Regions from separate parts of the Danio rerio genome. Here region 1 is linked to region 2. A link is a contact called in public Micro-C data. All regions are on one chromosome and are shown on one strand. Each heading gives the region's core, a stretch centred on a gene start, on an enhancer-like site or on the middle of the called end of the contact. The rest is flanking DNA. Distances are from core to core; before and after follow the strand shown.

Region 1 (3,175 bases), core at 434-2,933, 300 kb after region 2:
CTCTGCAGTGTCCCGGTTGTCAGGTACATGCGCTCTTTCTATTCATGTTTTGGTGTTTTCACATGGTTCTGTGGTATGGCTTCATGTGCTCTGAGGTGTGCTTGTTTACATCACATGATCAGCAGGTCTATCAGCAGTTCCAGCTGATGGCACTTAGCTCACCTATATAAGAGTGGAAAGCCAGGACACCATTGTCAGTTCGTTGCTCTTGCTCTGTGTTTATGATCTTTCTGTGTTTTGTCAGGATACTCGGGCTGGTTCTAGTTGTTACTGATATTGCAGTGACCATCTTCGTCCTCGCTACTAGCTCCCTGTTTTCTTTTGTTTACCTTTTGACTATAATAAATCCTCACTTGCATTTGGATCCTTTTTGTATTGCTTACTTTTACCGTTACATGCAGGACATCGGCCGTCCAGGACCGAGTTTGGACACCACTGCCTCTAAATGGTACAAGTTTAAGGATTATTTGGCATGTAACAAAATCTCAAGAAAAGTTTTGAGCATGCTATATAGTGTTGCAATTGTGTTACAAAAATGTTTTATAGAAATAATATAATACACTTTTATTTTTCTACCAGAAAAAAAAAAAAACACATGAGCTTTATATTAGCACTCATATTAAAGTCATGTGTGAAATAGTGGAACACAAGTTTTTGCAGCCCACATTTTAATATTTAAGTGTGATTTTGGCATGTGGTTACATATGTGAAGTTCATGTGTTTTGTATAAGATATGAGACTTTTTTAAATGTAAAAAACTAACAATGCCATGTAGAAAGAAACAATTTGGAATAAAAAAAATGTTGTTTTGATTTATAGACATCTTAAAAGTGAAATCAAATATATTATAATAAAGTACAGTAGGATAGTTGGCACCAACAATGCAGTGCAGTGCCTTTAATGTATTTTTTTATATTTATTTATTATATTAATTTATAATTTATATTTAAATTATTTAATGTATATTAATTAATTTATTTATTATATTTATTTATTATATTTTATTATTATAATATATATATATATATATATATATATATATATATATATATATATATAAATATATATATATATATACATATGTATATATTTACATAATGAAAGCTAATAAGTATACAGTACACACACACACACACACATATATATATATATATATATATATATATATATATATATATATATATATATATATATATATATATATATATATATATATATATATATTTGTAGAATAAGGCAAGAATACAAAAAAACTAAATGAAAACAACCTAATCTAAATGTGAGTAATGCAGGTCTCAGTTCTTACAGGGTGTTTTAATCAGAGCATGAAGGTCAAATTCAACCTTGAGTATCAAACCCCAATGCTAATGCTTCCTTTTTAGTGTGTATAGTGCATTATTATTATAGTTTACAGTTTTCATATAGTATTGATTACCATCATCACATTACTGGCTTCAATATGGACATACTAGCAAGCTATTTGATAACAATATTTTCCCAATCTTCATAACCTTGGTGACATCATCTGCAAATTAAAGTCTTATCATTCACAATAAGACCACTAATGTGTATTGAGAAATACACAGTGAGATCAGTTTTGATTTCACAATGACTTTAAACCCATCAGTTCACATATCATACTCCTCAGCGTCCCCTACAGCCCAGATCATCTTCCATTGATTTCCAGGCTCTTCTTGGAGGCTGTCCCAGTATGGCATTGGGCTTATGTGATCTGTTCCTCCTTAAACCGAGCTACTAGCATGTTCCCCTGGGCTGTTTAATGATCCAGACCAATCCAGCACAGTTTCTCTGACAGTCTGCACACTTCTGCATAACATTAGGAACAATTCTTGAGGAAGTTTCATTAAATTTCTCAGGTATACTGTTCATCAGAGGGTGAGGTGTTGTATGTCAAACTGTTCAGGCTTCTACAATCGGCAACTCTTGCATTTAAACAACGGTAAAATAGATGTCATATTAATCCCTTTATATAAATATATAGGATATTTAGTGGTTTTCTGTCCAGCTCATGCCAGTGTGTAAGCATGTCGTCTCTCTGCAGGTGATAATTAGTTAGCTTTCTGCCATCCTCACACAGAGGAGCCTCACGTTGAAGTGCCACTCCCATTGAAACACAAGTGCTGGTAAACACTGACACCCAGTGGTGCTTGCAGTCACTGCGAGTATCATTGACGGCTGAGCTGCTGTAGCTAAGGTCAAAAGCTGAGTTTCTCCTTTTTCAGTTTCTCCTAAATTACAGTGTGGAGTTTAAATTATATAGGAATGTTCCAAATAGAATGTTACAGTTTCTCTTTCTCCGTATCAGTAAAGTGAACCTTGTTTTGTTTGCATTAACCCATACTCGAAATTGGTCCTCTGCTTTTAACCCATCCATTTTGAGTGAGGAGTGAAAGCGCAAACACAAACACACAGTGAACCTGGAGCAGTGCGTCTAGGGAGCAGTTACAGGCTTGGTGGCTTGCTTAGGGGCACCTCAGCTGGGTTTCAAAGATGGGGAGAGTGCAATTCTTTCACTCCACCATCTTTAATTCCTAGAAATTGACCTTCCAATTACAGTTCAAACTCCCTAACCCTTAGGCCATAAATGAACCTTCTCTGATGTATTACCTTAATGGATGGGGGGAGTTACTGCACATTTAACTACACCTGATACTCCACCCCAGATGGAGTAAAAGACTTGATACGTTTTAGACAAAAGTGGAGGTATGAGGATGTCCTAAAATGTACACCAGATGCTACCACAGTTAGCTAGCAAATACTAATTTCTACCATTCATGCAGTACTGTATGTTTAAAAAATGTAAATGTGTACTTGGGAGAAAACCAAGAAAGTCTGACAACTTACAACTGTAATCTCAGTGCTGTGCCTTGTTATTTGTTTACCATTTGCAGCCATTTTGCTGCTCACAGTGGTTTCTGTCATCGCTGCTGCTCGTTTGCTGGCAATTTACAGCCATTTGCTGTTGCCTCATGCAGCACTGTTAATCGGCTACCCATTTGCATTTACGTAACACTTGTGACTCATAAATGTTTGCTGTAAAGATGCACTGAAACATTTTGTTACAGAAAACAAAAAAGTGACTTAGCTTAAATCTGAGAATAAAAGATAATGAATATTTGTGTGATTGCAACTGAGATTTGTATAGTGTTCAGTT
Region 2 (3,024 bases), core at 72-2,571:
CAAGAAAAAAACAAATAGTGACTGCAGGTTGAAGGAAAGTAGTGGAGTAAAAGTACAGATACTGCTGTAAAAATGTACTCTAGGGGAAGTACACATTTTTAAAACTACTTCGTAAATTACAATTCCTGAGAAAAAAAAACTACTCAGTTTTAGTAATCGGAGTATTTGTAATTTGTTATTTTACACCACTGCTGTTGTTACAGTAATGAAATAGTTTGATAACAAGCAGAAAATGTTCACTGGGCCAATGACATGACAACATTGAATTCGTCTATAGAGTTGATTACATTTTCATGACTGGATTGTGAGAATTTGATTGAGATTTCAACGTCCTCTCCTATATTCGGGATTGGCTCATAGTAATTTATTCAGATATTTTCTGCTGAAATTCCAACAGTACTAACAGTATGCCAATGAGAACACTAGCATGGGATTCCCTGACAGAAAGAAAAAGAGTTGATTATATAATCTAGCACAGCACACACTCGTTCCAGAGATGCCTTCTGCAGTCTATGTAGATACCTGTAGGGTCTCCAAAGACATTTTCATGTTCTTCAGCTCCTGAAGCAAGTCAATGGCACCATCCTGAACATAAAAACACAAGGAGGTGAGAAACAAACAAAATTGGTAAACAGTCACTACAACAACTTCTTAAATGCGTCAGTAAACACTAGCTTCTTCAACTATAGCTTGGTTTACACAAAAACACAGGCAGATACTATGTTTTGGGGACGAAACTGGGGCTGACTTGTGTGAAGTACTAGATAAATGAGTCTTTTGTTTGCGCTGGAGAAATTTGGAGAACAACCAGCTGCCAGCTCATCACAGCACACAAACGCTTCAAACATGAGAGTACAAAACGAACGAGTGATTGTCAATGGAGACTGACCAATAAGAGCACACCGGGCGGTAGTCTGGAATAGGATGAAACAGGTGATAATCACACACACACCAACTAGTCTCCTGCTGGTTTAACGGATACAAACATGAACGAACGAACGTCGAATAAACAATGTTCTCCTGCCTGTTTTATTATTATCAGATGCTACAGAAAAAAATGTGTGTCACTTACGGTGTTTTTTTTGTGCACCATTTTGTCCAGCTTCTTGGCGATGCGCTCCACTTCTTGGTCCTTCACCATGTTTGCAGGTTTAGGGCTGTTTGATGGCGCCCGGTGGCCAAGCCTCCATTTACGTGTGAAAATGCGCCCGTCTCTCTCTCTGTGTGTCTCTCTTTTAGTGGCAGAATGAGAGGAATCCACTGCCTTTCACTTCGCTCTCGTCTGTTGTTGCATGGTTGATTCGCGAGCGAGTCGTTCTTATGAGTCGAATCATTTTAAAGAATCACTTGAATTCGAACGATTCGTTTACGAACGAGATTGAATCAGTGACTGTGCTTCTCGACACAACAACTCACCAATTGTTTGGAAAATCATTCAAGAACATCGTCTTTTCTGGCCATTTTATTTCGTAATGACACAAGAGTATCATTTTAAGTGACCAAAATGGAGTGAAAGGTAAGTTATTAATGTACTTTACTGGCTATATGGTTCTGTGGGAATTGTCAACACAAAAGTCAAAAAAGTTTCAGGATATGTCCAATGCTTGTGAGCCACTAACTAACTAGGTCAATGTGAATTAAAATAAACACGTTTGATAGTAAAAAAAAAAGGTTAACTATTGCAGTATTGATTTTCTAAGCCTATTTTATGCCACAAAGAGATGTCATTTGGTCACGTGATGACATAAACAAAAATCATCCCTGAATTGTTCATTGAGTGGTGTTTGAAAGAATCGATTCGCGAAAATGAGCTGCACTGCACATAGTTTCTGTTTCGAAGCAGGGTGTTGTGGGGAGTGGAGTTTATTCACCACAGAAGCAAGCAGCCAGTTTGGTGTAAAAAAAACAAAAACAAAACAATAACAACTTTAGGTTATTAAGGAGACAATGCAGTCCTAACACGGATTAAAGAGTTTTTAAATTATTTGACAACTGCAATCGTCATACTCCAAAATTATATTCATCATCCAAAAAGGGTTTAGGCTATATTATATTTTATTATAATATATTATTCATTTATTTATTCATTTTCTTGTCGGCTTAGTCCCTGTATTAATCCGGGGTCGACACAGCGGAATGAACCGCCAACTTATCCAGCAAGTTTTTACGCAGCTGATGCCCTTCCAGCCGCAACCCATCTCTGGGAAACATCCACACACACACACACACACACACACACTCATACGCTTCAGACAATTTAACCTACCCAATTCACCTGTACCTCATGTCTTTGGACTGTGGGGGAAACCGGAGCACCCGGAGGAAACCCACACGAAGGCAGGGAGAACATGCAAACTCCACACAGAAACGCCAATTGAGCCGAGGTTCAAACCCGCGACCCAGCGACCTTCTTGCTGTGAGACGACAGCACTACCTACTGCGCCACTACCTCGCCTTATATTATATATAGTTAATCTGGGGATGCCACTGCGGAATGAACCGCCAACTTATCCAGCATTTGTTTTACGCAACGGATGCCCATCCAGCTGCACCCCATCACTGAGAAACTCCCATTCACACACATACACTACGGACAATTTAGCCTACCCAGTTCACCTATACTACATGTCTTTGAGCTGTGGGGAAAAACCACGCAAACACGGGGAGAACATGCAAACTCCACACAGAAATGCAATCTGTCCCAGACAAAGCTTGAACCAGCGATCTTCTTGCTGTGAGGTGATTGTGCTACTACCCACTGCGCCACTGTGAACCACCATCCAGCACATGTTTTTTACGCAGCGGTTGCCCTTCCAGGTACATTTACCAATACTACATGCCTTTGGACTGTGAGGGAAACCAGAGCACCCGGAGTATAGGGAGATCATGTAAACTTCACACAAAAACGCCAACTGACTTAGCCGAGGCTTGAACCAGCAGCCTTCTTGCTGTGAGGCGACAATTACTACGCCACTGCGTCACCCTATATTATATTAATTTTTCTTTGGCTTAATCCCTTTATTC

The links. Hi-C and Micro-C count contacts between places; a contact is called where the count stands out from the background.
Region 1: a Micro-C map of caudal fin shows a contact between it and region 2, with 13 times the contacts expected there. The contact joins the enhancer-like site here to the promoter of tcea2 in region 2. A contact is called at or near these places in 2 of 18 Hi-C or Micro-C datasets (caudal fin and hematopoietic stem cells) and 1 of 4 datasets of contacts at active chromatin or transcription factors (caudal fin).

Annotation. Positions count from the first base shown.
Region 1 is chr23:9,159,173-9,162,347 of GRCz12tu, forward strand. No RefSeq gene overlaps it. Among named protein-coding and RNA genes, the nearest start is that of ccm2l, 6.5 kb to the right of the region's middle. Within about 2 kb of position 1,684, at least 3 of the 62 cell types and tissues checked have an H3K27ac peak or open chromatin away from gene starts, as enhancers often do. A contact at or near this core is called in caudal fin, where this site is marked.
Region 2 is chr23:8,862,335-8,865,358 of GRCz12tu, forward strand. It overlaps tcea2 (transcription elongation factor A (SII), 2), which reads right to left and starts at 1,322. Exons shown (of 10, transcript NM_200986.2): 1 at 1,073-1,322; 2 at 523-585. The coding sequence starts at 1,141. LOC141380640 (a long non-coding RNA gene) reads left to right here and starts at 1,097. Exons shown (of 3, transcript XR_012398995.1): 1 at 1,097-1,516.